Linked DNA regions of Mus musculus: regions 1, 3 and 4 are each linked to region 2. A link is a contact called in public ChIA-PET and HiChIP or PLAC-seq data. All regions are on one chromosome and are shown on one strand. The core of a region is the stretch at or near the end of the contact, and the rest is flanking DNA. Distances in the headings are between cores, read along the strand shown. Region 1 holds the start of Bsx (brain specific homeobox). Region 2 holds the start of 1700063D05Rik (RIKEN cDNA 1700063D05 gene). Region 3 overlaps Clmp (CXADR-like membrane protein). Region 4 overlaps Mir100hg (Mir100 Mirlet7a-2 Mir125b-1 cluster host gene).

The links. ChIA-PET counts read pairs in DNA pulled down with a chosen protein or histone mark. HiChIP or PLAC-seq counts read pairs in DNA pulled down with a chosen protein or histone mark.
Region 1: an H3K4me3 HiChIP or PLAC-seq map of stem cell-derived neural progenitor cells shows a contact between it and region 2, with 28 read pairs. The contact joins the promoter of Bsx here to the promoter of 1700063D05Rik in region 2. A contact is called at or near these places in 3 of 39 promoter capture datasets (the C10 cell line, hippocampal neurons and liver), 3 of 484 Hi-C or Micro-C datasets (bone marrow-derived macrophages and embryonic stem cells), 9 of 115 datasets of contacts at active chromatin or transcription factors (DN3 thymocytes, bone marrow-derived macrophages, embryonic stem cells and 4 more) and 2 of 9 other capture datasets (embryonic stem cells and macrophages).
Region 3: an RNA polymerase II ChIA-PET map of memory CD8 T cells shows a contact between it and region 2, with 26 read pairs. The contact joins the enhancer-like site here to the promoter of 1700063D05Rik in region 2. A contact is called at or near these places in 6 of 484 Hi-C or Micro-C datasets (B cells, CD8 T cells, cerebellum and 3 more) and 2 of 115 datasets of contacts at active chromatin or transcription factors (memory CD8 T cells and trophoblast stem cells).
Region 4: a contact with region 2 is called in an H3K4me3 HiChIP or PLAC-seq map of embryonic forebrain, with 4 times the contacts expected there. The contact joins the enhancer-like site here to the promoter of 1700063D05Rik in region 2. A contact is called at or near these places in 4 of 39 promoter capture datasets (cranial neural crest, frontonasal cranial neural crest, maxillary cranial neural crest and 1 more), 3 of 484 Hi-C or Micro-C datasets (embryonic fibroblasts, embryonic stem cells and uterus) and 9 of 115 datasets of contacts at active chromatin or transcription factors (cardiomyocytes, craniofacial prominence, embryonic basal ganglia and 6 more).

The regions. Positions count from the first base shown.
Region 1 is chr9:40,871,398-40,878,273 of GRCm38.p6, forward strand. It overlaps Bsx (brain specific homeobox), which reads left to right and starts at 2,730. Exons shown (of 3, transcript NM_178245.3): 1 at 2,730-3,042; 2 at 4,897-5,093; 3 at 6,211-6,575. The coding sequence starts at 2,781. The coding sequence ends at 6,450.
Region 2 is chr9:41,199,578-41,207,500 of GRCm38.p6, forward strand. 1700063D05Rik (RIKEN cDNA 1700063D05 gene) reads left to right here and starts at 6,578. Exons shown (of 5, transcript NR_040392.1): 1 at 6,578-6,752.
Region 3 is chr9:40,741,461-40,748,940 of GRCm38.p6, forward strand. The region is part of intron 1 of Clmp (CXADR-like membrane protein); the gene reads left to right. Among named protein-coding and RNA genes, the nearest start is that of Hspa8, 56 kb to the right of the region's middle. Within about 2 kb of position 2,406, at least 115 of the 459 cell types and tissues checked have an H3K27ac peak or open chromatin away from gene starts, as enhancers often do. A contact at or near this core is called in B cells, CD8 T cells, memory CD8 T cells and 1 more, where this site is marked.
Region 4 is chr9:41,581,854-41,589,534 of GRCm38.p6, forward strand. All of the region lies in intron 4 of Mir100hg (Mir100 Mirlet7a-2 Mir125b-1 cluster host gene), which reads left to right. Mir125b-1 (microRNA 125b-1) reads left to right here and starts at 73; the gene lies at 73-149. Within about 2 kb of position 4,613, at least 67 of the 459 cell types and tissues checked have an H3K27ac peak or open chromatin away from gene starts, as enhancers often do. A contact at or near this core is called in embryonic fibroblasts, embryonic forebrain, forebrain and 1 more, where this site is marked.

The DNA.
Region 1 (6,876 bases), core at 1,480-3,979, 330 kb before region 2:
GTCACTCTAGCGTTTTCCCAGGGTTCCGCTCAAGAGCCCGGCCAGTGGGGGAAACTTTCCCAGCATCCTGTGCCTCAGGATTTCCTCAGGGGTCTGGGACATAGTAGGGCCTGGAACCAGAGGCCAGAACAGGGCTAAAAAACCTTTTGAGAACTAACCTTATGCACACCGCCCGCTCGCATCCGGGCTTCTTTGGCGCATTGGGCTCAGGGCCCCACAGGTTCTCCTATTAGGATGTGTCTGGGACTGGAGGAGAAAGGGTCTCTCTTCTGTTATGGGTAAGGGTGGCGGCGGCACCGAGAATGCCTAAGAGTCCCCAGGGGTCTGCTTTGGACCTGGCAGGGGTATTCATCCAGCCTTTTAGCATTGCTCGCTGGCGGCGCTAATAGGCAAGGGAAAGACGCCAGCGCCCCACGTCCTGCTCCTTTCCCGGAGACCCGGTTTCCTTGTCTCTTTACTTCTTAGGTTCCTATAGCGACCTAAAGAGGCAAATGCAGGATGGCCGGATTTCTGAGAAAAACGCCTTCCAGTTTCTGTCCTTGGGCAGCTTTGCTCGAGGTTAGCCTGGGCGTGATCCTCCGCCGCTTCTGTCCTGGGGAGAGCCATAGGCGGAGCGGAGAATTCGGCGTCTATTTCCGGGTCTACAGACTGTCAGAGACCGAAGGACCAAGAAGGGAGTCTGACACTCTTCTTCCCCTTGCGATTCCTCGAGCAATCTGAGGTGTGTAAAAGAGTTGTCTGTGTCACAGCACAATCACTGGCATTGTTCTACTAACCCCGTTGCCCAAGTGACATTCAGTCTCTTCTGTTTCTAAGGTATAAGTTAGTCCCTGACCCAAGGAAGCTGAAAGCCTGCCCCCCGGAGGCCGGGTGAGGATCTACACAGTGGCTGGGAACCTAGACATGGGCTGAAGCTGACACCCACTAAAGTCTCGCTGTAAGAGGCCCGCCCCACTATAGCTTGCCAGCCTGTGTTTGGAGATAGAGAGTAGATTGATATTCTTTTGCTGCGTAGGGATGATTGATATCCATTTGCTACATTCACGCTTCGAGTGGAGGTGGGTGGACTTCCTTTATGTGTGGACCATCACCCCAGTTCCTCTTCAACATTTTCTTCTATCTCCCTCAGTCCCAAAATCGATGACTTGACCAGGAAGCTGGTTAGGGAACTTCTGTAGAGTCTACTGTCTTTCCTTTCGGAGGTCATCTCCCCTCTGCCTTCACTTCCTACAATTACAAACTTTAAGACACAAGTCCCCTTCCAGACAAAGAGGAACACTTCTGACTTCATTTAAGTGGTCTCGGTCCCTTACCAAGCTCTCCTTTCACTGGCTGCTGCCAGGCTTCCTTCCTCTGTTTCCTCCCCCTATCTGCTTACCAGTGTGTCCGGGTGGTACAGGACACTCCCACTTCCCGGAGCACTGAAGTTTGGGGCCTAATTGATTCTGGTAATTAATTTGTTCTACCTGCTAGATCAGATGGAAATCCTACTGCAGCGCCCGAGGATTAACACTTGACTTCGCAGCACCTCTGCTAATTATCTAATAGCATGGGTTGTGAGGACTCAGTCTCTGTTAAAACACTTTTGCTATTAGCTGTAGTGATTGGAATTGTGATGACGACTAGATATCAACAAATTAGAGCTTAAAAATGAGGAGATGGAAGAGAAGTGGCTTCTTTTAATTTCCCCGAATTTAACATCAATAATTAGAGCAATTTTCAGAGATGCGAGCCCAAATTACTCCTGCTGTGCTGTAGATGATCACCTTAATTTTAGCAAATTGACTCCAGGGAAATAAATGTGACAGATTAGAAAAAGACAAACAGAAAAAAAAAGGAAAAGATTGGAAAGAAGAGTAAGGAAAGAGGCAGAGGAAAAAGAGAGGGAATAAAATCTAACACAGTGATGGGGACCCTGTAGCTGGAACTGGTGATGTGGCAGAAATAGCAAAGAACTGTAAGACTGAAGTGAAGAGCAGCCAGGAGGGCGGCAGGGAAAGGTGACTACGGACAGATTTAAAATGACCAAGTCTGTGATGCACATAGACCCCCTCTGTCCACTCCTTAAATTCCCGATAAAGAATCTTCCACCTGTCATCTTTATTTCCCCCAACAATTCAATCATCCCTGTTGTCAATTTAATCTAACTCTAGCAACTTGGTGTAGCGGACAGAGTGCATCTTCATTTCTTCACTTCTCTTTTCCTTTTGCTTTCGATTACTGAAACTCTTTAAAAGACAACAAACTGGCTCAAATGCTTGAGTTAAGTGCTTTAATCCTAGGCTATTGGGACTCTCTTGGTGTTCTCTCTAAGAGGCAGGTCGTTAAACAACGGTGAAAAAAAATCATTTTCCGTCTTTTAAAAAGACGGAACACAGGAGGCAGCGCTTGCAGGAGAGGGGTAGAAACTGGGGTCTAGAAACCGTATAGGAACCCATTGGGCTCAGCACTCCCTGCTTGGCCAGACGCATTCAGCACCGCGGACAGATCCCCGCCCCGCCCCGAGCCCACCCCACCCTCCCCTCTGCCTCTGCAGCCTCCCTATTGGTTCGCCGGGCTCCCCTCTCCAAGCTGCCAATTCTCCAACACACAGAACCAACCTACCCCGGCGCTGGAGAGGCAAGAAGACAAGCGCCGGGGATAGCCCAGGTCCGTATAGCTGCCGGGATCTGAGCCTGGGCGATCAGGAGCAGCTGCAGGCTCTTGAGTAGGCCTGCCGGGAAGCTGTTTGCTTCCTGCACTTTGTCCGGGCCCTCGCCCTGTGACAGGCGCTCTGCAAGATGAATCTCAACTTCACTTCCCCTCTTCATCCAGCATCTTCTCAGAGGCCCACGTCGTTTTTCATCGAGGACATTCTGCTACACAAGCCCAAGCCGTTGAGGGAAGTGGCCCCTGACCACTTTGCCAGCTCTCTGGCCTCTAGGGTGCCTTTGCTAGACTATGGCTACCCCCTTATGCCCACACCCACCCTCCTCACCCCTCACGCTCATCATCCTCTGCATAAGGGAGATCACCACCATCCTTATTTCCTGACCACCTCAGGTAAGTAACAGAGGCCTCTAGGAGTAGGGAGTGGGCTTTTTTTTTTTTTCATCCCCCAGAGCAGAGACTATATCAGTCCCGGTGGTCTTCTCCTTCGGTAGCAGTGGAAGGTTAGGGACATGGTTGAGAGCTCCCTTGAAGCAGGCCAACGGAAGGGAGCAATTTCTGGTCACTTCACAGTTTGTATAACTAGACAGGGATTGTGTCTGGCCAGAGGAAGCTGGAGTAGATAGATGTGATCATATTCCTGGTGGGCAGTGTTTCTTCCAGGCAACTTTGGCTCATCTCTCAATGCCACTTCTAAACTTCCTCCACGTCAGGAGGGTTCCTCAACCATCTTGACCTAGGGAAATGGCACTGAACTTTCCAGTGTGTGTGTGTGTGTGGGGGGCATGAAAAGGCTTCACCTGGCCCGCTCTCTTCTGCTAGGTTGGGTCAGGAACATTTGCAGATTCTGCAGGAGACATAGAAGTGAGGGAGGGCCGGGGGTAGTCTGCCACTGGCAGGAAGGGGTCGGGGCAGAAGGGAGCTGCAGTTCTCCAATGACCTTCACTTCCCGTGTTCAACATTTAACTCATAAGCAGTCTGCTTGGCTTCCTTGCTCTGGCCCAGTTGCTGGAGTCGCTGAAATATTTCAGATTTACTGTTTGACAATGAGTGGGGATTGGTAAAGTAAGACTGGGCCTGCAAATGCTGGGGGATGTCTGCATTGTGTTCCTTTATTTGTTTCTCTCAGTCTGCACGAACACTTTCTTCCCTAGCATTTCCAGTCCAGCCACACAGAGAAATCTTCTAGTTCAGTTGCTGAGCACAGTAGTAAGCTGGTTCTAGTGGGGGCTGAGGGAAGGGGGCAGACGATGTATGGAATACAGGCACTCAAATCCAGGAAAAAAGTGCTGAAAGTCTAGGACAGTAAAACCCGCTCAAAAGCTCTAGGTTAACGAGGCGCGATCTTAAGGCTCCTGGAGAAATCAGCATTGCTCCCTGGCTTTGACACCTGCCTGAAAATATACTCTTTTCCCAGTACTGGTGTTGGGCAAAATTCATGGTGCTGAAATGCTTGATTGTCGTTTTCCTCTCCTGGGCATTGGCAGATACTGGTGTCTGAGGCCCGGATGCTTGGGGCGCCTAATATACCAGGTAAAGCTGAGAGGGTCGCGAAACGGAAGCATCCAGCGAAAAGTCGCTCAGCTCTCCTGATGCTGGGCTCGGAGTCGGAGAGAAATGGTTTAGGATCAGACTAGGGAGTGGGGTCTCCAGGGCAACCCTGCTACTGACAAGGAAATGTCACGGGCCAGCGCCACAGTTTCTCGGAATATGCGTTTTTTCGCGCTGTATTTGGTTGATGGAAGGATGAGAACGACCAGGAAAAAGGTGCTTTTTAGAGTTGAGTTATTAACCGCATAGCACAGTACTCAGTGTTTGTTGGTAGGGGTCTGGATAGATGCAGGTGGACAATCCTTGTCCAACTTCGGACTTTTGCAAGCAAACTTTGAAGGCCTAACAGATAACTGGAAGTGTGCGCAGGTTCTGAAGAAGTTTCCCCAGAAAGATATATTTTTTCTTTTTTCTTTCTTTTTTTTTAAAGGGCCTCTAGATCTTTTATCTATTTTTCTTTTCTGTTTTCTTTGCTGTTTTTTATTTGAATTTTGGGATGGCCTTCTAGGAAAAGATCCCCAAGCGCTATTTTGTGGCTCCTCTTCCGGCTGTTATTGAGAGATGGGTTCCAGGAGCTTTGGAGCAAGTAGGAGAGAGGGAGGGAACGCTGGGCGCTGGGATGGAGTGGAGCGGGAGGATGGAGGATGCTTCCTCCGAATGCGGGCTCTGTCCGTCAGACTGCTCTTGTCTCTGTAGGGATGCCGGTCCCGGCGCTGTTCCCGCACCCGCAGCACGCGGAGTTGCCCGGGAAGCACTGCCGCCGCCGCAAAGCTCGCACGGTGTTTTCTGACTCGCAGCTCTCCGGCCTGGAGAAAAGGTTCGAAATCCAGCGCTACCTGTCGACGCCAGAGCGTGTGGAGCTGGCCACTGCCCTCAGCCTCTCAGAGACTCAGGTGAGCAGGAGTCGGGAGGATGCCCCGGATTCTGCGTCCTGCTCTTCCCTCCTCAACTCTGAAGTAGTTCCACAAGGATCAAGTACAAATGATCCTCCCTCCTCGCCTTTCAGCATGTTTCCAAGATCCGACAGAATTTATACCCAATTTTTACATTAGGCTTACCTACCCGGCTCTACTGGAGAGGGAAAATCACTTTGATTCGGCTGTCACCTCCAAGTCACACCATGGTTCTTTTTATTTCTCTTCTGCCCTTCATCCTAAGGGTGTGACAAGCTGGGTTAGAGAGGGTCTTGTTTGTGGAGGAACTTGAACAATTTACTCTTTGTTTTGTTTAGGAGAGGGTATCACTATGTAGCCCAGGCTGGCCCAGAACCCAATCTTCCTGCGTCAACCCCTGTGTGTGGGCTGCCAGTTCACACCACCCCTCGGCTTTCCTCTTACCCCTCCTCACTGCACCCCCCTCATGTCTTATTTCAGTCAACCTTACACGCACCTCAGCAAGTCTGCACAGATACCCCAGGGTGCTCTACATAGTTTACCTCTCCTTTTTTCGTTTTTGCTCTCTCTCTCTCTCTCTCTCTCTCTCTCTCTCTCTCTCTCTCTCTCTCTCTCTCTCTCTCTCTCTCTCTCTCTCCCTCCTTTCCTTCCTTCTCTCCTTTCTTTTTTGTCTTTTGTCCAGCCCCCCACCTCTTCCTTCATTTCACCTCATGATCTTGCTGTGAAATCATTAGCCATTCAGACTAAAATCCCCTCCAAAGAAAACCAGTCAGTTCATTCCACTCGCGACTACTAATCCACGAGTCCCGTTGGACCCGGGATTTAGGTGTTTTCATCACAGATCATACATTTAGTGTAAAGGAGACCCCAAGTACACAGCGCTTGCCCCCATTAATTACCATTGACCCTTGCCACTCTTCTGGGGCAATATCTCCTAGAATTTAGCCTAAAAGGATAACGTGTGACTTAATCAAAACGCGAGGCGACCATGGCGGTAGGACCGAATTCAATTCAGTAGACAGCGAGCCCCCCCCCCCAAGCTCCACCGATCACCCAGACCTTTCAGTCACCGTTTGTGTGAGGAATGATATGATCTTGTTTGTCTCCCCGACATCAGGTGAAAACGTGGTTCCAGAACCGGCGGATGAAGCATAAAAAGCAGCTGAGGAAAAGCCAAGACGAACCGAAAGCGGCAGACGGGCCGGAGAGCCCCGAAGGCAGCCCTCGTGCTCCCGAGGGCGCGCCCGCCGACGCTCGGCTGAGCCTGCCCGCCGGTGCCTTCGTGCTTACTGAGCCCGAGGACGAAGTGGACATTGGGGATGAAGGCGAGCTCAGCTCAGGGCCGCATGTGCTCTGAGTGGCCAGGCTGGGAAGGGAGACCCGGGCGAGGAGGCCGCGGGGCCAGACCGGGTTCTTCCCGGGTGGGAAGACTCGCGGAGACTCCAGACTGCTCCTGCGACCTGGGCTGGAAGAAAGAAAGGCAAGCGCAGTCCACTTAGCAACTTGCAGCCGCCAGCGACTCCTTCCCATGCCTCCACCCCGTCCAACGGTTCCCTGTCGGGGATCACTAATGTGATCGCTGGTTCCCGCGCCCCGCGTCTCCAGCGCCCCGGGACCTGCCGAGTGTCGCTGCTCAAACTAGCAGCTGGGCTCACGGTGGTACAATTCAACCGAGCGCCTCCAGCTCCGCGCGCCGCCAATGCAGAACCCCTCCATCCTCATGTCTCAGCCACTTGTCATCCAGCTCTGTCACTCTGTCCCCGCGGCCTCCCCACCTAGGCGG
Region 2 (7,923 bases), core at 5,328-7,827:
CAGGCTGCACTGCGGTTGTTACTGTGGCTTCTGCTGTGGTGCATGCCGGGTGTGCAGACGTGAGAGAAGGTTCGAGCACCCTTCTCCACCCCCCGTGCATCTCGAATCCACTTGCTTGTAAGAACAAAAAGATGAACCTTTGGGAACGAAGGAGAGTTCCGAGGGGTGCTTCTCAAGCTTGGCTTTGCACGGACACCAACCACGAGGTCATCTCTAAGACGCCCTTTCTACCCAGCACATCTGGAGGGGAAGAGCTACCACATGATTGGTGCCTCTGGACCACACAGTCATAGAGAGGCTATGATTGGCCTCAGACAGTAACATGTTTTCACCACACACATGGAGAGCAGAGTTTGGTCCTGAAGAACACATGTAAAAAAGCCATGTGTGGAGGCATGTGCCTGGGCTTCCTGGCTGGCCAGTCTCCGCGGAGCCAGGGCTCACTACAGCATTGAGTGTGCTTCCTGAGTCCACGTGGTCCTCTGAACTTCTGCCCATCGTCTGTAAGCGCAGGTCACGGCCGTGAACCAGGACTGGACCATTACCTCATCCCAGTGAGCCTATTTTCCCAGCTGTCCTGTCTCTCAGAGACCCTAAATCAAAATGGCAGCTAATTTTCCTCAGAACAGAGCCTGGTTTTGTCTGAACTAAAAATGAACAAGAAATTAACCTGGAAGATCAGAACTGAATTGCCCAGGGGGTGAGTTATTTATTTACAAAATATCTAACCTGAATGGGTCTCACTTTCCACCATCCGTAAAACAGGATAATATCCATACTGTCTATTCTGAGGAGTAAAAAAAAAAAGTGCTCCCCACCCCGACTCTAAACTTGAAGACAATGTAGGTGACAGAGTCCCACAAAGTTCTAGTTTTTTGAGACAGAATACATGAACCTTCACTCCAGCAGAAGCCAACCAAAGGAGACTTATGCACCCTGTTCCACAGAAGTCCAAGAGGAGTCCAGCACGCAGAGTGACTTGCACAGCGTTTAGAGTTTGCTTTTCTTGTCTAATCTTCAGGGTTTATCGTTGACAAGCATTTTTGAGGGTGATGAAACTGGGTGGATGAAGACTGAAGTGCCTTGAAAACTGAACATCAGTTTTCTCTGTAACTGTGCCACCCCCCCCCCCCCCCGCTCCCGCTTCAGGAAGTATATTGGGTTAAGGTTGTGGAACTCTGGGGAGTTGTACATTTCTGAGCAGACCTGCCTCTGGGGCTGAGTGCACAGCTATTCTCTGCAGACCACGAAATCCACGAATCTGAAAGCCAGAAGGGTCCTTTGAGATGATCCAGTCCAAGATTTTATTCTTTTTAGTAGATGAGATGCTGATATGGCTAGTCAAGGCCACACTGCCTGTCCATGAGAGCTAGGGCTTGGTGTTCCTACATCTGCCCCATGACCCGCCATCTTCCTATACATCAGACTTTCAGAGCTTAGGGTAACTCCTGGGGTTGAAGTCTCTCTTCTGGGCAGTTGGTTGGTGGCCATTCTCAGGGACCACCTTGTCATCAAGCTACGATTCCCAGCAAAAAGCCGGAGGTGTCATCATCTGGACGTCCAGTCAGATGCTCCAGGAGAGTGGTAGACAGACAGACAGACAGTGCAAGGGCTTTCTAAGGAGTGGGGTCCAGAATTCAGCACTACTTGTTTGTTTGTGTGCAGCAACATAAATCACTGTTTCAAGTACTATTGGCAATAATTAGTATTAATGTAATAGAAATAATAATGTTAGTTCCCTGCCAGGAATGACTTGACAAGCTTAAGGTGTGTGTGTGTGTGTGTGTGTGTGTGTTCTCGCACACACGCATGCACACTTATATGCATATGAAGCATTTAGCAGATCAGAACAGTATAAAAAAGTTTTACTAAAGAAAGTGCATTTCAGACAGAGATGAGGTAGGTAAATTCTTAGAGGACTCCTTTATAACTGTCCAAAGAAGTTTCTTGATCTTATCCCATGAGCTATTTATGTGTGGTCCACATTTAGATAGGTGGGCAGCTCTCTATCTTGTTAAATAGCAATTTTGTAGTACCATTGGTATTTTTAAAGACTGGCCATTTTGAATAGAGCCTGTAAATTATTAGGCTTTAGGCTATGGGGCTGGGGAGGTAGCTTAGTGGGTAAAGGGCTTGCCTTGCAAGCAGAAGGACTTGAGTTCAGTTTTAAGAACCCAAGTCAAAAAGCCAGGCATGGCGACGACTTTAATCTCAGGGCTGAGGAGATGGAAACAGTGCATCCCTCAGACTCACTGTGCAGCACATCTAACTTAATTGGTGAGTTCTAGGTGGATGAGTGACCCTGTCTCAGAAAGCAACGTGGACAGCACTGGTCTGAGCAGTTATTATGACAGGGTTAAGTCCAGACCGTGACATCGGTGGAGATAGCATCGGTTACTTTTCTGATGCTCTAGTGAAACACTGTGACAGAAAGCACTTACAAGAGAGCCTGTGAACCTTACAGTTCCAGAGGGCTTACATCCTTACAGCATGGCAACAGGAGCTTGAGACCAACCTGCCAGGAACTGGAAGTACACACACACACACACACACACACACACACACACACACCACTACCACCACCACCACCAACAACAACTGGAAGTACACACACACACACACACACACACACACACACACACACACACACACACACACACATGGAGGGGGAGGGGCAGGGGCACAGGGATGGGGAGGGGAGAGGGGGAGGGGGAGGGAGAGAACCTTCAAAGCCTGCCCTCAGTGACCAATTCCCTCAAACAAGTCTCTGCCTCCTAAAGTGTCCATAACCTTCCCAAAGAGCAGCACCAACTGGGGACCAAGTGTTCAAACACATGAACCTATGGAGACATTTCTCATTCCAACAACCACAGAGGTCAAGCAGCCTTTGGTGCTGGTGCTGACGTTGATGGGCGTTTGTTGGACGGCCTGAGACAGTACCACTCAGAGTTTAAACCGTCTGCAATCTGGAAGATACCCATTATGCCAGAAGGCTTAGTGAGGGCTAAAAGGAAGGAGAGTTATGCTAGCGAGGTGAGTGGACTCCGGAGCAGTAGTAACCAGGAAATCCAGCCCCACGCGTTATCCCTCCGAGTTACTTAACCACGTGTCCCACTTTCTTAGTCCTTTAGGTGTATCTCACAGTATCTTCGTATCAATATGGTATTCTTCCGGGGACAGGCAGGTACCCTTGGGATTGGTCCCAAGCATGGTGAGAAGCAGCTGTCTCAGAAGGACCTTGAGGGCAACTGAGCTGTGATCTGGTCTCATAGCTAGTTGAGCTGACAAGCTAGAAGCATGGGAGCCAATCTTATTCTGCTCATTCCTGTACCCATGCCTGCTGTGATCTCTAGTCATATTAGCAGGGTTGTCAGCCAAAAGGCTCTTAGGTAGAATGAGCCCAGAAAGGGCTACTGAATGTAGTTAGTTAGGGGCAAGTTGAATGTGGGCTGGAATGGATGTGATGGTAAAGGTGCCAGTCCAATTTGCAGGAAGACATTGAGACCCTTTAGTTCTACACAGAAGGAAGGCCCCACATCCCCCAGGACTTGAGGCACGTGGTAATATCGAAATAGAAGAGAAAGTATAATTATTTAATTTTTAAAATTGTATGTGTATGGTGTTCTGCCCGAATATCACATGCATGGCGGCTGTTGTCCGCAGTGGGCAGAAGAGGGCCTTGGGGAGTTAGAGATGGTTGGGAGCTGCCATGTGAATTGAATCCAGGAAAAGCAGCCAGTGATCTTAAGCACCGATCCATCTCTCCATCTCTGGTAGTTGGTCATTTTAAAGAAGCTGAGACCATTCAAAGGAAAGGTTGAAGGCAAAGGACTTGGTTTAGGGGGTGGAGAGGGACTTACTTTCCCAGTTCAGGTAGAGCATTTAGTGGTTATTAGAGTCTGCTGTTGCTCATTGTGAAGAGGGGATTTGAAAGAGTTTTAAAGAAGAAGTACAGTCTCATCAATGAGACAAGTCAGGACTGGTAAAGTCTGGTTTATTAATTGTTTTTTTTCTTTATTTAGACTTTAGTCAGATTGGCAAGAACACATCCAGTGAGACTCATAGGTTGTCTTGTAATTGGGAGATTTTGAGCCAGCACTTTGTTTCCTAACAGGAGGGTGAAATTGTATGCTGAAAGGGTGCCCACAGGAGTCGACTTTTCTCAGTGGTTAGTGGTGTGACTAAAATGCCAAGGAGATATGAATAAGAAATTCGGGGTTACGTTTGGTCAGGAGTGATGAGAATAGTGATAAATCTACCAAGACAAGGTTTCCTTTTGCTGGGAGTGTGAATGGGTGGAGATTTTGGATTGGGTCTGTTTGAAGAGAGTGGCTGGGTAGATGCTGTCAGTCCAAGGAGCCAAGAGCAAGCAGAGCCAGCCATCTTCTGCAAGGCCGATTGTGCTTTGAGATCAGGTGGGGTTGATGGGGGTGGGGTAGCTGTAGGGGATGGAAACAGGAGCAGGAAGATTATAGAAGCCATAATATTGCTTTAAAAGTTATCAATTAACTCTGTAGTTCTCAATATGACCTCCCCGCAATAATGGAGATTGAGTATGGTAGATTTATTTAATCAGCCTTAGCACAATTACTGGGTGAATTACCCCTAATTTATTTTTCTATATTCTAGACTGGTTAATTCCCAACCGTTCTCCCCAAATAATTGCAGTTTGAGTCTTTCCCGTGTCACTTTTGCTCCATCATTGTCCTCAGTGGGCATTTCACTTGGCCGTGTGCTCCTGGTCCATTTTGACTAATGGACACTTCCTGTTCTCTCCATCTTCTTTCTCTTTCTCCTCCTTCCTCCTCTTCTCTCTCCTTGTGGTTCCAACCTGCGACTCTCTGCCTGGTAATCAAAACCCCGACTACCTCTATTCTCCCCAGAGAATCTCCTCAGCCATTTCTCTAACTAGTCAGAGAATAAAACAAAAGTTTACATATAAGCAAATAAGCAGAGTTTACAGAGCATCACTTGGTGGACATAAGGATCTGCTCATTGAGAGCAACCAGGTCTTGGGGGCCAGTATTTAGCATCTGAATACATAGCAGCACCAGACCAACCTGAACATCGTAACAGTGGAAGTACTGGATGGGGGCTGGAGAGATGGCTCAGTGGTTAAGAGCACTGACTGCTCTTCCGAAGGTCCTGAGTTCAAATCCCAGCAACCACATGGTGGCTCACAACCACCCGTAATGAGATCTGATGCCCTCTTCTGGTGTGTCTGAAGACAGCTACAGTGTACTTAGATATAATAATAAAATCTTAGAAAGAAAGAAAGAAAGAAAGAAAGAAAGAAAGAAAGAAAGAAAGAAAGAAAGAAAGAAAGAAAGAAAGAACTGGGTGATTCTAGGATAAGAAGCTTGGCTGTATGGGAAATGTAGTTGAAGATGAGCCTGGGGTTGAGATGGTGGAGCACTGCTTTCTCGGCTTCTGCTTCAGTCCCACCGGCAACATCTGTCCTTTTGATGATGGACAGTGACCTACAAGTTAAAATAAACCCTTTCCTCCCCAACTCATTTTTGGTCCTGGTGTCTATCACAGCAACAGAACGTTACGCAGAACACTGACTGGGACTCCAGTTGTCACTACACAGTAATATTGCAGGGTAACTTCAGGGTTAGCTGGTGCTGATATAGGGTAAGTCTGGCAAAGGTCTACAGCAAGCTCTGCAATCTGTGAGAAAGGAGTCTTGTACTAGTTGCTCCTTGTGTCTGAGGCCTAGTGGAACATGTAAGCCATACATGGTCTCGGGGTTGGTTTAGAGGACTCTTTGACCAAGAATAACAGCATTAGTGAGCTGACACAAAGGGATCCAGGGAATAATCTCTAAGAATGTGAGAAGCCAAGCAGGTGGGCACCGGCAAGACCCAAGATTTGGGTTCAAACTCTGCCCCCTTGTGGAGAACAGGCTTTATTGAGGGAGAGCTGGGGCAGGGATGGAGGCTGTGACTCTGGATGCGGGGGTGGGGGTGGGCTCAGGACACTGAAGCAGATTAGGGGCTAACACATTTACTATGATTGTTACTAGCACCATGGACAGACAGAGGGTGGCAGCAAGGCAGGGGCTTCTGAGAGAGTTCATGTCCCAGCATCAGGGATAAACAGCATAGTGGGGTCTCTGAAGAGAAGCAGAGCCCACTTGGTAGAATCCACTTCTTTCAGCTCTTGGGGATGTGGAAAGTTCACACCAAGAGCCTGCAGCCAGGCTGCTTGGTACCCAGGTAGGAGCCTGGGAAAGAGATGGTGAAAAGGATTGGCACAACTTTTGATATAAACTTACTTCCCAGGTGAGGTGCCTCAAGGAAAGCCCAGCTAGCTTAGAATTCACAAACAGTGTCCCAGCAGGGTGCCTGCCAGTGTCCCTGAATTGGCCTGAGCCAGGATGTAGTCTAACCTTACAGTCTTAAAGAGCTAAGCATCTGCTGTAGGAAATCCAGGGCCCAAGGACTCTTAGGAGTCCAGTCTAACGGCTTTTATTCTGTTTCCCTCAATGGCTGCATCATAGAGGAGTTTAGCTATCAGGCTGCACTGAAAATTCCAGATTCTGTGAGACTGGGTCACAATCAAGAAGGTCCTTAGTTGTAGTTTGTTGTCTTGCTTGGGTCCCTGCAGTTAAAACAAGATGCTCCTCCCTAGGTTATTATAAAACCCAGCAACTCGACCTCCCGTAAGGAGATCTGGGCTTTCAGAGGAGAAGCTGTGTTTCTATATGATGTCAATGTTTGAAGAGTTTGGACAGTGTTTGAGCTGAAGTGAGTTTAGGTTACAGGCTAATAACTCACTTTATGTACAGGAGGAAGAAATGGAGATGCCCGTCTATTTAGGCGGGGCTGTCCCAAGCGTGGAAGATGGGTGGAAGATGATTTGCATGAATGCTGGGTAGCATGGGCAGAGGAGCGATTTCCCAGCGTTGACTTAATCCTTGGTTTGTTTTTTATTTTCAGCCTTTTAACCCTGCTCTGCTCTTTATGAAACTGTGTGTCACAATGTTAGTCCACTCTGGCCTTAAACTTGATCCTTCAGCCCCAGCATCCCAAGTCCTGGGATTATAGTTAAGTTTCTCCACACCAGGCGTCCCAGTGATTTCAATAGATGAGCAAATTTGGGAGTCAATGAAATGGGAGAAAGACCCGTGTCATAAGGCATCGTAGAACGTCATTACTGCCGCCCCCGCGTCTAATTGCCGAGGACAAAGAGGGAGAGAGCTACTCAAGGTAGACATTGGAGAGAGCAGAGGGAGAGAATGACTGTATTAGGGATGTACAGTAGGGGGTGGGAGGGGCAACTGAGAAAAGGAGAACTCCAGAGATGCGATTCAAGGGAATTCTCTCCCTTCTGAGCAGAAGGTCCTGGGGTGCCCTAGCAGACAGCGGAGCATTAGAAAGGGCACAGCACTCCTGGACATTTTGCTGATGTTGTATAGCGACTGCATTGCAGGGCTGTCCTGGGAATATTTCTGTGCTGGAAATACGCCCCAGCCCCCGTTTGTTGTTGTTGTTTTATTTTGTAAATAACTAAGAGAAGAGAACTCCGTTGTTTTGCCAGATGGGATTCATTCGTTAGGTACAATTTATTCTTTTACTGTCACATAAACCCAATTCTAAGCATTCAGTCTGTGTGCAACTGTGACTGGGCCCTCCCCTAGAAAATTGTGCTGCTCTTGCTTAGAGAGAACATGTCTGCTTCCTTCTTCAAAGCTTTCCCTTGAACCCCAGGCTTCCAGCTGGAGGACCAGTGCCTGGGAGCTCTAGAGAGAAAACCCAAGGCTGCCCAGGATTCCTTCCGGAACGCGTCATTGTCAGGAAAAAGAGAGGGCCTTGATGTTAGACACAGACAACTCCTGGGGAGGCGGAGGTGAGGAGTTCTCACCGTGTCGCCAAAAGGACACACGGACTGTGAAGAGAGGATTTGATCCTTTGAGAG
Region 3 (7,480 bases), core at 1,156-3,655, 460 kb before region 2:
GAAAAACCAAAATAAATAAATAAATAAATAAATAAATAAATAAATAAATAAATAAATAAAATTTGAGCTGGTTGTGGTGGCACACACCTTTAATACCAGCAGAGGCAGAGGCAGGTAGATCTTTTGAGTTCAAGGTTAGCCTGGTTTACTGAGCAAAATCTCAGGATAGGAGAGCCAGGGCTCCATAGATAAACTCTGACTAGGAAAGAGAGAGAGGGGAGGGGAGGAGAGGAGGGAGGGAGGGAGGGAGGGAGGGAGGGAGGGAGGGAGGGAGGGAGGGAGGGAGGGAGGGAGGGAGGGGAAAAAGGAAAAGAAAGGAGAACTTGGTTTTACTTACTGACATTCAGAAAATGACACTCCAGGTGACTCTTTATTACACTATTAACTTAATCACTTAATCACTGGTCATGATGAAGAGACACCATGACCAAGGCAACTCTAATAAAAGAAGGAATGTAATTGTGGGTTTGCTTACAGTTTTAGAGGGTTGGTCCACTGTCATCACAGAGTGTCCTGGCAGTGCTAGAGCAGGAGCCAAGAGCTGCATCCAGGCAGAGGGAGAGATACTGGGCCTGACTGGGGCTTCTGAAGCCTCCACACCCACACTGGGGTGGGGGGATGTGTGTCAAGCATTCATAATATGAGGCTATGGAGGCCGTTGTCATTCCAACCACCACACACAGATTATATAACCATTCTGTAAGTCTAAGCATTCCTATCAGACTCCTCATGACTTTGCCTTTCTTTGTTTGTTGTTTCTTGGGACAGGGCCTCGCCATGTAGCTCAGGCTGACCCAGGATCTTTTCACATGTGCCAGTGCCAGCTTTAAGTGTCCCTTTGGAGAAGGACACGTGAGAAGATTATCCATTTTGGTTTTCTTGTGACTACTTGTATTCCCTTTAAGACGTTTACTGGCACCTGGCATTTGTCCAATAGATGCTTATCAAATGAATAGGAGATAGAAGGACATGACCAGATATCTAAGAAATGATTGAGAGTACATAGGTGTGGTGATATATACTGGCATTCTAAGTACTTGGGTTTAAGTAGCAGGAAGATTAGGAGTTCAAGACCAGCCTCGGGTAGATTAGTCCTTGTCTCAACACACACACACACACACACACACACACATACACACTCCACACCACACCACACCACACCACACCACACCACACCACACCACACACACACACACACACACCACACCACACCACATACACGGTGGGGTGGGTGGGGAGAGGGAGAACACAAAACAAGGGATTAGGGACCATGGCTTAGTTGGCCTATTACAGAGCCACAACTCAGGGGCTTAGAGATTTGGCCCCTCTAGGATCAGCAGACAGGCCCATTTGCTGGGTGAAATCCATTCCCGTCTCCTTTGATCTCACCTGTGACTCTACATCCCACCTGGAGTGATAAGAAGGGTTACAGCCCAAGAGAGCAGAAATAGATGTCTACCTGTGTCTGCCACAATCTCAAGGAATGGTACACCAGTCAGCTGGAAAATTGTAGGAAAAAAACAGATGCTTCCTGTTAAACCAAAAATAGCAGAGAGAGAGAGAGAGAGAGAGAGAGAGAGCAGAAACTCTGGCTGTTCTACCCTTATGTCCCCTTCGAATAGCTCACTCTTTCCCCCTTGCTCCTTTTTTCCCTTGTAATACAACCTTGATCAGTTTACTCCAACCAAAGACCCCACCTCAATCCTGCCTCTGTGACTTTGCAGTTGCCCTTCATCCCGTCTTCTGAAATGCCATGGTCCTTTGCAGGCCGGTCTTGCTTCCTCCCCTGACTTCACCATTCATTCATTACCATCTCCTGCAGGCTCCCATGGCCTTCAAAGTGATGCCACTTTTTATCAGTCTAACAAGCTTTTACAACTCTATTGGATGCTTCGTGAGGACAGGGAGAAGGGATCATGAGTCAATCCTGCTCGTGTCTTAGCCTGGAAAACACTGTATGGTCCAGTTGCTCATTCACTGGCTGTGACATTTGTCTGAGTGTGCCTGAATCCCCTGGCAGACCTTACCACCAATTTCTCACCCACAGGAATATCAGATTCCTCCCAGAGTTCTGCAGAGTTCATGGCCTCACAAAGGTCACAGCTGGAGACAAATGTGATATGCCCAGAAAAGCTGATTGCAAGACTGAAAACCATAGTGGTTTCTAAAGACCACAGAGAAAGGAAAAAAAAGAAAAGAAGAAGAAGGACTTAAACAAATATTTTTCCTAAGCAGACCTCAGTCTCTAGAAGGGTTTTCAAACTGCAGACACAGCAAAAGAAATGAGAGCTGAGAAAGCGAGAAAGCGCTGTGCTGGGCAGAACAGGGCTTCATTTACACTGTGGTGATGGCTGATCCGGGGGATTTCTGTGCTTCCGTAGCCTCTGAAAACCTCCGTTCCTTTTCCCCAGTCAGAACCAAAAAGACCCTAAGCTCAGAGAACCTGCTAAACTGAAAGAAGTGAAGAGGAAGTGAGAGCCTCCGAGGGACAAATAGAAAGAGAAAGGGGGGATTTTCTCTTGTGGTGTCTTAGGTAAAAAACGATAGTGCATTGGTGAGGCCAGGAGTCAGACCCCGGCATGGGGTCAGGAGATAGCAACGCTAGGCTCAATAGTGCTAGCTCTGGCTGTTTAGGACCACTTGAATCCAGGAGTTCAAGGGTAGCTGGGTGTCATAGTGAGACCTTGTCTTATAATTAAATAAATGTTGGGGGCTGAGGCAGGAGGATGGTCAGTTTGAGGCCATCATGAGCTATATAGCAAGACCCAATATTGGAAAAACAGACTACTGACTGACTGACTGACAGTCTGTGGAGAAGCAGAGCCTAATGGGAAAGGGAGCTCACTCTGCTCTCATGCTGAGCAGAGGATGTTGCAAGAGCAAAGGTTCCCAGCCTTTGTCAACAAAGTGTCAACAACCAGGATCCAACGGAAGCTGCTGAGCACAAGGAGCGGCTGTCCTCTTCTCCAAGGACTGTCCCCTGTGGTGCAGAGCTGGGCATCAGGACAGCAAGCACCCTGGCAGTGGAGGGACTGAACTCAGCAAAGATGACTGTCAATACAGGAAGTGGGAGGATAGAGAGTCACAGGCAGAGCCAAGTCGTAGATGTTCTCAAAATTGAAACAGAGGAGATGCCTACCTGCCCTCCCTTCCAAATCACTTCCTGTAAGTAGCAGTGGATTGGACAGAAGTACTTTCCTATTTCTTCTCCCAGCTCCCATTAAGGTGAGAACAAAAGAGCAGAGTAGACAAGAGTCCCCAAGGACAAGAGAATAGGGAAGGAAATAAAAGCAGAGGAGAAATGTCAGCAAGTGTTAGCAATGAGAGCGTGCAGGAGAGAGACAACTGATGTGTGAGCTCATGGATAAAGACTTACAGGGAGCAAGCCAGTCCATCAAAGGACAGGAGTCTACCTGAGTACAGCAGACAGTGGAGCTGAGGCCTGGGCTCACAGCTGGGGCTAGGGGACCTGCTTTTAAAGGATAGTACACAGAGTGTGGTACTACATGTCCATAATCCCAGGGTTTGGGAGATAATGATAGAAGGATCGGAAGTCTAAAGCCAGCCTGGGTCACATGAGACCTTGCTTCTAAAAGGGGAGGGGAGGGGTAGTGTCTTAGTTAGGGTTTTACTGCTGTGAAAAGACATCATGACCAAGGCAAATCTTATAAGGACAACATTTAATTGGGACTGGCTTACAGGTTCAGAAGTTCAGTCCATTATCATCAAGGTAGGAACATGGCAGCATCCAGGCAGAGTCTTAAAGCCCACACCCACAGTGGCACACCTATTCCAACAAGGTCACACCTACTGCGACAAGGCCACACCTTCTAATAATGCCATTCCCTGGGCCAAGCATATTCAAACCATGGCAGGTAGTTAGATATCTAAGTTTCTGTTTCTACACTTCCATGTAGATGTCCCAAATCCTCTGTTATCCCAGTGGGGAAGTTTAGGAACTTAGACTCAGTGGCATCAGGTACAAGACAAAGCAAGCCAACCTGGAAGCAAAGCCAGAGTCTGTAGCTCTTTTCTCTGGGGTTGCTCTATGTAGTCATGGTTCAGACATTCCTCACCCACCTCCTGCCAACAGACAGCTGACCTCTGGGCAATGCTGGGTAGAGAGTCACAAACCAGTAATCTCAGCACTTGAGAGCAGAAGCAGGAGGACAGGGAGTTCAAGGCCAACCTCAGCCATCTAACCAATTCAAGTCTAGCCTATGCTTCATGAGACACTGGGTTACAGACAGCACCACTTAGAAATTCTGCAATGAAAAAGTCTACAGAGAAACCCAGCATGGATCAATTCCCATTCCTATCCATTCACAGCACCATCAAACTTGTTTTTGTGTTCTCTCTCTATCTCTCTCTCTAAGACATCTAAGTGAAGAGAAAAACACACACAGAGAGAGAGAGGGAGGGAGGGAGGGAGGGAGAGAGAGAGATGCAAGGAACACTGGTTAATATCCCAGAACCATAAATAGGATGAATCCTTAAAGAATGGGATGTTATTTAAGAGGAACAGATAATAACAGTAGTAGCAATATTTAATGGACATTTATTATGTATCGGAAGTGTGTTTAAGGAACTGGAGAGATGGCTCAGTGGTTAAGTGGCTGGCCTTCCAGAGGACTCAGGTTCAATTCTTAGCACCCACATGGCAGCTCACAACTGTAACTCCAGTTCCAGAGGATCTAGCGCCCTCACACAGACACACATGCAGGCAAAGCACCAATGCATAGAAGTATATTTAGACTCTCTGAATTCTTATACTTTTTTGGTGGGGCGGGGAGCTGGTGTCACACTCACAGAGATCCGCGTGCTAAGATTAAAGGTGTGAACCATCACGCTCAGCTTTAATTCTTAATGTCATGGATTCTGTATGGTTATCTCCCATATCATGTGGTGAGAGAAAAAAACTAAGATACAACAATGAAAAGGAAAGTACTAAAGGTTACAGAACCGGGAAAGAACAGATCTGAAAGCTAAATGGCCAGTTTTAACAGCTTTCTTTTAATGCTTCCCCAGAGAGCCCTCAGGAAAACCCTTGGAACGGCTCAGTGGAACGACAGGAGTGAGCAGACATGGAAAGCAGAGAATAGATCCAAGGAGGCCCGACATCTAAGGGAGAACTGCACAGAGGAGTTGTGTGCAACTGCTTTTAAATAGCACAATAATATTCCCTGATATATGAACCGTCTTCATGTTAAATGGCATGACAACAAATGAGAGGGAGAGGGGGAGAGAGAGAGAGAGGAAAAGAGAAAAATCCCCAAGATGATAATAAAAGCCTAAAAACTGCTCGTTCCAGGGCATCTGAACATCAAGGCAGGAGAAGCATATGGCACAGTCTAACCTCATGATGGACAGGTAGGGGAGGGAGGGTCCTCTTTCCAGCCAGTAGGGATGGTACCTCTCGCTCACACGCCCACATACAGGAAGTATCTCTCTGACAGTGCCTTGGCAAACATACCTAAAGTTTGGCTTTCCTCCTTTCTCGGGCACACCTCCATCCAGCCAAGTTGACAGTCAGGACTAAATATCAACCACTCTAAATGGAGCAATCTGTCTGAAATTTGAGCAAACTCCATTTCCAACCTAACAGTCGGTGTCTAGCCAAACCGTAAATCCGTGTGGCACACAGAATGCATGTGAACGTGCAGTGAGTCATCTGGAGAAGGGAAGGGAGGGCGGGGCGTGAAGAGGGGATAATTATTTCTTCTGTGCACCTCTTGTTCTGTTTGAATGTTTACTTACCGTGTGGTTACATTCAAACCCTTTTAAGGGATGCTACTCAGAAGCTGGACTGGGGGACACTCATCGTGGATGATAAAGCACACGGGTGATTTTCGTGCGGATGACGTCTTGTCCTTCGATACTCTTCTGCCCCATGCCCGGGTGTGCAGGAAGGGAGGTCAGGCCATGTTGGTTTTTAGCTCGGATGGAACTGAGAAGACAAATTAGCAAGACAAGCTCAGGACTCACAGTTAGATCATGTGAGGAAAACCATGAGTAAAGACAGCAGACAGCAGACAGCATGATGCAGTCCTTTGAGTCACTTGGGTGTGGGTCACAGGAGTGACTGGAAGAAGGAAAGTTCCAGAACCCACTTCCCTTACAAATCCTCCTCTGCTGAGACGGTCTGAAAAAAAAAAAAAGAAAGAAAGTGACTGAGGAAGGAGAAGGGGTGAAGTTCAAAGCAGTCACCTTCCGTTTTACCAGCTTTGATAAGAAGGTAAAATAAGAAAGATAGACAGACACTCAGACACTCAATCGAAGCTTTCATATGGATGTGGATTTCAGCCATTGACATCCCTTCAGTCCCTCATTGTCATGGGTCCCTAACTATATCCACTGTCACTCCCAGTAAGTGTTTTTTTTTGAATTCCCGCTTCTGTTCAGATCTCCTCCGACAGTAATAAAAGATTTAGATATGAAAGTGCCTTAACATTTGGAATGAGACCGAGGCTGTAAATAGATATGCTGAGGAAATAAGCCAGGGTAAGATCTGGATCTCTGTAAGTGTCATTCATAGTCAAAGGCAAAGCCTCCCTGGTCTGTGGGTTGACATAGGCATGCACACAGAGGACAGGGATGTGCATGTATGTGTTCCTGCATATGTGAGCCGGAATACACACACATACACACACACACACACACACACAGGATGAAGGAAAATCTCAAGCGTTGCTGTGTTTCTGAGTGGCCTGGTCTTTATGGGCAGGGTGATACCCTTCCTTTGGTCGTTATTTTTTGAGAAATGAGGATAAAACCTCTAGTGTGTGGTGCCACACACTAGAAACCCCAGCCCTTGAAAGGCTAAGGCAGAAAGAATGCCTGAGTGCGAGGCCAAACAAACAACAAAAAAGCTAATTCCTAGATAGCCGGCCAGCTTCCAGTCTGCAGTGGCGAAGCATGCGTGCCAGTCATCTTCCTCCTCCCCACTGCCACACTCTGACAACATGTCAGGATGAAGGGTCTCATGTGCCTGTGCTACGGTCGGCTTGGTGACTTAGGTATACCAAGCGGTCTGACTGTTAATCACAGCTTACAGCATGCCATCCCTTGTCATTTACAGCTGCTAGAATGTCAACCAATTCAAAGGCCAAAGTAGACCCAACCCTGTTTTTGATGTTCCCCCTCTGAGTTCTTAGAGAACTACCGGCCCTCAAATATGGTCATTGCACAGTGTGTGTGATTTGGTGTCTGTGTGTTTCTCTGTCAGGCTGTGGTCTTTTCATAGACAAAAGGGAATCCTCCACCCTTGACAGTGCCTAACACAACAAGAGTGCCACTTCGATTTGTGAACAATGATGTGCTCCTGTCACTCCGCTTTGGATGGCAGCTATGTTGTCAGAGTCCTTGCTGCTTTGTGGCACTCACAGAAACAGGGGATTTGGTATTTGTCTAAGGAAATGTGGTATCGGTCGGTATCCCCGAGTGTGTGATATACAATAATAAAAAGGTGGTGTTCCACACC
Region 4 (7,681 bases), core at 3,363-5,862, 380 kb after region 2:
AACCGAAATTGCCTGTCATTTTTATTTTATTTTTGCTTTGTTTTGTCTCAAGAAAGAATGAAGGAATCGTGTTGCGCTCCCCTCAGTCCCTGAGACCCTAACTTGTGATGTTTACCGTTTAAATCCACGGGTTAGGCTCTTGGGAGCTGCGGGTCGTGCCTTTGCATCGCTGAAGGAACTTTTTGTCTTTTAAGGAAGAGAGAGACAGAGAGACAGAGAGACACAGAGAGAGAGAGAGAGAGAGAGAGAGAGAGAGAGAGAGAGAGAGAGAGAGAGAGAGAGAGAGAGAGAGAGAGAAAAGTTTGTCAGAAGTGATGGTAATACACCCTTGAGGCTTCCATTGTTAGATGGGATCAGGTGACCCGAGTGGCAGCTCCTGGCTTCTGTAAAAGTAGGCATAGTATGTTAGCATCCTGTGTTGGCTGCTATGGACGCCTGTGTATATATATGGCTGATACCGAGGCTGGCGGATCTATTCCTTGAGAGCAACACACAGTACTATCGGAGCGTAATACCAACAGCTCAGTACCTGGTGCTTGGCCTCAGAACATCTCAGCTGAAGTCCCAGCATGCCCCATGCCTCCAACTTTTAAGCTCAACAGTTAATCTCAAAATTGTGCCCAATTAAAATGGGCATGGGAATGTATTCTATCTGCATTGTCTACGTGTGTTCTGTTACCAGACAGAGGTTTCACTGACGGAGGTATTCATACACCTCTAGTCTGGACGAAATGAAGAGGTTAAATATTCAACTCTTGTATTCAATACAAAGGAAGGGAATTAAGAGATCAGGCAAGATAAAATACGTGTTACTTTGAAAGATTTTGTGAGAACAAAAATGGAAGAAAGAATTCTCCCTCCTTGGTTTGGTACTCTAAAAATGTTATACATGATGGACTTTAAAGTAAAGAACGATAGATATGGATTTTCTAAATATTATGGAGTGAAAGAAATAGCTGGGTGAATTTGGTATTGTTGCATTCTTTGTGGGGGGTCAATCAATGCTCATGGCTCTCTTTTAGAAATTAGAAAGATGGCTATCAAGGATGTTAATTCTACCTGACAAAGTTATTGGTAATATCAAACCCCATTTCAAAATAATCCCCTCTCGAGGCGATTGTGAGCATTTCCTACTTTGTAGTTTTCTGAGATTGTAACTTTCCATGGCAGGGGGAGTCCCACACCTCAGTTCCACCTCACACTGGGAGAGAAGGACGAGGTGCTTTACCTTGTCTTTGTTATAGAAAATTCTGGGTGTGTGGTTTCCTTTAAACCGTTTTACTCTCCTCAGCCCAACCTTTCTCTTCATTTTTGGAAAAAATACCTAAATCAACCCAGACCCCCAATGCTTTCTTCTTGGAAAGATTTTGGAATAGCCTCATTGTGCACACGGAGTGGAAGGTGAAGGAAACTGTTTGCGATTTCTTTTTTTTTTTTTAAGCATTTATCGCAATTTGACTCATTTTAATCCAAACTGCAGTCAAGAAAGCATTTTGTATCAGAACGCTGAACTGAGAAGTGTGTAACAACTGTGCTGTGTCTTTTGTTGAAACCTCCTGTGCGGCTGTAATTTAACTATTACTTGGCAGCATTTGGTGGAATGTGCTTCAAAGCTTACAGTTCTGTAAGTGATTGCCCGTGAGTTTATATAAAATAATTAACGATTCCCCACCCCATTTCAGCCAATGCGTATGTATAGCTATGTAGAAATTATGGCAGTACAACAGTTTAACTCATGGGCAATATATATACTCACATCATACATGCAAAAGACCGGCAGACATTTGGTGCTTTTGAAGGCAAGATATGTACGCAGCCTATCTGATAGAAAACGGGTGCATGATCAATAAAGCTATGATAGCTGTAATTTCTCTGTGATTTCAAATGATCGGAAGACATAACTAATAGCAAATGTTTCGGTTTGTACTCTGGGGCACTTCTCTTTTCCCCAGGCTTTCTAGTGGATTCCTCCCACTCTCAGACTAAAGCAGGGTGCTCAGGCATTCAGCAGGGCGTGTGACACACAGGTTTTTATATTTTAGCAGGCAACTGCTTCATTGCAAGGGCAGGTTTCTCAACAGCCCCTCTTCCTCATGGAGCCCATCAGTGAAGTTCAGTGAAATGAATAACATAATTGGTGGTTGGTTCAATCACTACCAGTCTAGACTAGCCCAGACGCATCAATTAGTGGGGACTGTCTTTTTAGAGGGAGAGTGTAACCGAAACAAGCAGGCTATTATTGATACTGATCTTTAAAAGCGCAAATCCAGCCTGGCAGATAAAAAAAAAAAATAAGGCTGGGAGCTGCAGTGGGGGTGCACTGGGGGAAGAAAAGAGACAGGGAACTGGAGCTCAGGGCGCAGGAGGACAGGAAGCTGGAGAGAAAGGGGGGGATAATGAGTGGAACGCTCTCCTGTGCCTCCTAGGAGCACAGTTAGAATTCAGTTCACAGGGCTCAGTGGCTCACCATTTTTTACCTAGCTGAAACACACAGACACAGACACACACACAAAACCACCTCCTTTTTAAAAAGTCTTGCTTTTTTTTTTTTTTTTTTTTGGTCTGTTCAAAATCAATGCAGTTGAAATTTAACAGCTTAAGCAAGCCCACTGATAACAAGAGGAACCAGCTGAAACCCGTTTTGCAATATCTTGCCCCTCAAAGAAAAATACAGAAAATGCTTAATTTTCAAATCTCTAATTGCTCGCTTCCTTCCTTCCTTCCTTCCTTCCTTCTTTCCTTCCTTTCTACCTTCTTTTTTCTTTCTTTCTTTCTTTCTTTTTTCTTTCTTTCTTCTTTCTTTCTTTCTTCCTTTCTTTCTTTCTTTCTTTCTTTCTTTCTTTCTTTCTTTCTTTCTTTCTTCTTTCTTTCTTCCTTTCTTCTTTAAGGAGGCATGCTAGAGAAACAGTAACTCATTTTAAAATCTGGCACCTGGAATGAAATTTATGGGCAAAAACACCTTTATACAAAAAGTTTATGGCTTCCCACAGAACGCAGTGAGATTAGAATTGAGCGACTGTAACAAAGGGTGATTTGGTGATTTTGTAGGGTTTTTCTGTTTTTTTTTTCTTTTTTTTTTTTTCTGGAGGGGAAAACAGATGATTTAGAAAGTGTTAGGAACATATCAAGCCCCAGGGAAAGAAAAACGTTTGATTGGTATTAATTAAAACACTGCTAATATATTCTAATAAAATCAGATTTAACATTCTAAACTAATCCGCCTAGCATGTCAAAGGCAAAGAAAAGTATTATCTATCTTATTTGCATCTGGGCAACTCGAATGCATTTGCTCATTCGGCAGAATTAATTTCTATCACCAGTCTATTTAATCTCCTCACAGATTTAAGCAAACTTATTCTTTCAGGCTAAAAGGGCCCAGGGTGGGGAAACCATGGACGGTATTTGGAAGAGCAGTGACTGTATTTGGGGCCCATTTTCTGGCTGACCATAGTCTTTTCTCTTCATTCGTTATAATGGGATGTGGAGAACGGCAGAGATTGCAGAGTGATAAACGGCTCAGGGAGTCTTTTTTTTTTTTCTTCTTCCTCCTTTCTCTCCTTATATTATACCTGGTGGCTTATTTAAAAAATTTGGTTGCTAAATTTTAACAATGGCATTTATTTAGTGCTGCCAACCTGTTCATGAACATCTAATTTTTGTTTTCTAATTTCAGAACCTATATCATCACAGATTTCTAATGGAAAATAAATAGATAGATAGATAAACAAATAAAGGTACTTATACCAAAAACCCATTATTTTTCTTAGCTATTTTCTTTTAAGCTTCAGTCCTAAGGGTCAGTGAGGAAATATAAAATTTCAATCACCAAGAACTGAGTTCTTTGTTCTGTTTTTAAGTCAAATATCTCTTTGGGAGAATTCCATATTTTCATGGAGCATGGAGTTTCAGCTCTTTATTGCTAAGCTCTCCCGACTGATAACATCATCCTCAGATGGTATTATGGCCAAAATATTTTGCCTGAATATTAGTCTCCTGAACCTGATAGCCCATGCAAATATGAACCTAACACACACACACACACACAAAGATGAATGGGCCGGAAATGCTGAGGCCCGTATGGGTGTGTTTCTATAAGGAGGGAGTCTGCAGGCTGTGGGGAGGTAGACTGCCTGCAGTCTGCATCACGGAGGTGGCTGCAGAGATCTTTCTCCATTGCCTTTTCAAGTCTTCAAGGTAAAAGAGCAACTGCAGTTTGGTTTCACTTGTATTGTTCCATAATCCAGGCAATAAATGCTAATTAGTAATGCTCAAGGATCCGACCATTCAGAGTAATTATCATAATTTACTTCTTCCTTGTTAAAGACATTCCTTGCTGATTTTAAAAAAAAAAATCAAGTCATTCTGTCCCCCATTACATTACAGTGAGTATTCACTAGAGAGATGTTCAAGGTCCACTCAGAGCCTCATGGCTGCATTTGAAGTCACCCGACATGTGCCTTGGCTTATTCCAAGTGGAGCCACAACTTAATTTCAAAAGCAGAATTCATGTAAATGCATCGAATTCTGCACATGCACCAGGAATGTATGATTTTTATTTTACAAACCCCAAAGGCTCCTCCTTCCGGGCCCACCCCTTTTTTCTGAAACCACTTATGAGCAGAACAAAGGAATGTACTAACTGTGGAGGCAGCATTACATGTGAGCAGTCACTGCACTGTGAAGTGTGCGCTACGACAACATATTTCATCGTACAGAAGTGCGGATAATTAAATAATGCCACAGCAACCCTGACTCATTAGCAGAAAGATCTTTAAGGAGGAATCAAGAAGATGGATCCAATCAACTTGGAGAGTACTCTTCCTTCTCTGAGATCTCAAATATATTTTAGTTGGTTGGTGATTGATTCATGCAGGGCTCGAGGACAAAAGCCAGTTTCTCAAAGCCGAATGCGGATCTTTTTTAGACGAACAAACTGTATGTCTTAGATGAGTTGGATTTAACATAAGGCTTAATGTTTGGAGTCAAAGGTAGAGCGTGCCACCTTGATGCTCATTTCCCCTTTTATCCATAGATCTAAGAAATGCCCAACCCTTAACCTTTCAGTTGGCTTCCTCAACATGCATGTAGCCTCTCCTACATTTTCTAATGACGGATGTTCAAGTTCCTTATTGCTTGAACCAAGTAAGTATCATCGTCACAGAAATAAGCAACTGTACTCAGTGTCTTCCAGGGTCTCCCCCTACTCCATTTCCTTTGTCTAGGTGCTATTCTCAGTTTTCAGTGTCCATTGGTCCTTTAAGGGGGAGCTCCAGGTTTAACTTGAGGGCTATAAGCATTGGAAGAATAATTCCCATTGGATACTGTACAGAGAAGCCACCTGCAAAATGTTGACGCTGTTATTGAAGTCTCAAGTGGAGTCAGCTTTCAAAAAATTAGATATTAGATACATCCGGCATAATTTGCAATCTGTAATTATACTAATGTGCATATAGCTGTGCTTTGCTTTATCTGTAGCCTACTTGAGTGTGTCCCCATCACCCCCCATCCTCGGGCATGTCTCATGCTTGGAATTGCTTGGGAGGAGAGTGCTTTGTAAGTCAGCTTAGGGTTTTTTTTTTAATTCCTTGTTAATTAATACAAGAATAAAAGGACTTTGCTTCATGTGTGCTTCCATGAGAATGAAAGTGGAAAACCTAGATGTTGCAAACTCTTGATCTTTCAAAGGCTCCTCACTGGAGAAAATTTGAATTCTTTGCAAAATATTTGCAGTTCTTTGTGAGTTTGGTCTTCATCCTGGCTGTGGATAACTCGGAAGCACAGAGAACAACAGAAAAGTACATATTACACATAAGGAATCCATTTCCTTTGTTGGAATCAGAGACATGGCATTTGCCAGAGATGATGATTTTTAATCTAATAAAAGCAATCAAACCATTAACAATAATAAACAATTTTCTGTTTTTCCCCTCCATTTTGCATGTCACGAGATGAGTAACTGAGACTCTTATCCACTAACTTCAGTTCCCTTTTGGGGCCTCAACACGATTCCAGAGATCTACTGATGGCTCCACTGGGGAGCCCCCTCCAGCGAGCTGCCCCCCCCCCCCAAGATCTACCTATTAAGAAAAAGCCCAGGCAGATCACAGTGAGTTGGCTGGTCAGCCTGCTACTTGCCATTTGCCATGTATGCAGTAGGTGGTGAGCTTGTCGAGACAAGCTTAGAGAATTGTTACAGAGTAAGACTATGTGAGGCCCTAAGTTTTTGCTTCTTCATTCAAATTACAAAAAGGATCTCAAGAGAACTTTGCATTGAATAGATGATGCTACTCCACTGCTCTTGCAATTAGGTAGGTATAGAACCCAAAGAACAAAGCTGTAAAATTTTTAACTCTCGACAAACATGTGGAATCTGACCTTTCTCCTACTGTCCACTTCATATTCATTCCTTAAAATTCCTTTTAATAGTGTTTATAATATACATAGCATATAAAAGCCTGTTTTGCATGGGTTGGCTATATAAAACATCAAAGCCATATATAGCTTGTTTCTTTTTTTTTTTTTTTTTCAATCTTCTCACATATTCTTGGGCTTTCCATTAGTCACTACCTTTATGAATCATAGCAGTATTATAGGCACTGTCTTTTCTTAATGCAATACCATGCTAATTTATTCACGAATGAGTCGTACATGCATGCCAAAGCTTAACATCCCCAATATCACTGTTTACAAAATGCATTGCCTGGGCATAGCATTTACCCTAAGTCATTCTACCAGTTAGATGTCTCCTCTAGAGAGTCAGCATCCTCAAATACTCCAAGTATTTAATACAGTATGTGCCGTGGTGTATCCCGTTCAGCGTGCCTAGCTCATTGATGCGTTTCCATTGTGTGAGTATAAAGGAGAAGTCGATGTCAAAGGCTTTAGTTAACTAAAAAACCACTTGCAAATCCATCTCATTCATAACTACTTCTGCAGAGTAAGAGAGAAGCGTTAATAGCTCTCTTCTCAAATATCCTTATCTGTGAAGTGAGTAAGTGGGTCAGGCTAGGTAGGGTCTCAGTGCTTACCCCCTCTCAGAATTACTGAAGCTATGTCATAGTATAGGGGGCAATAGGAGCAAGGCCAAAACCTGTGAACTTATTTGTCCATTGGTACCATCAGTTGCCCTTCAAAGTTACATCTGATTCCACCTCCAGGGTCATTTGTTACTAATCTGCTTTATCTTGTTGAGAAAGCACCTAAGATTGGAGTTTATTTTTCAGGGAGGGATGGTGACAGAAAAAAAAGCAGCCTAGGGGCAAAAGAAAAGAAAACTAAAGCTTCCCAAAGGGAGAAGTGAATTCTTGATCCCAGTTATAAAGCCACATCCTTCAACATTAACTTGGAAGATATCCAGACACTGCCTTTCTGTTTTAGACCACACCCTCTCCCCAGCCCTTCTGCTATCCTGTGATTTCTTGTGGTGTGGTTTATTTACTCCATTGGATTGCTGCCTATAAGTTCTGTGTTTCTTGTTCCCCTTGGTTTATTTGAATTGTGGTCATGTTCTTTTCAGGAGCCTACAATGGTCACTTGACCACAGTGCACTTCCCAAACGAGACACTGACATGTTCAAGGCCATCTGGAAATGACCCCATCTCCTTTTCTCAAACCACTCAGAATGTAAAACCCCTTCTTTTATTAAGCCAAACTGGATTCCCCAGTCTCCAAATCTTTGACA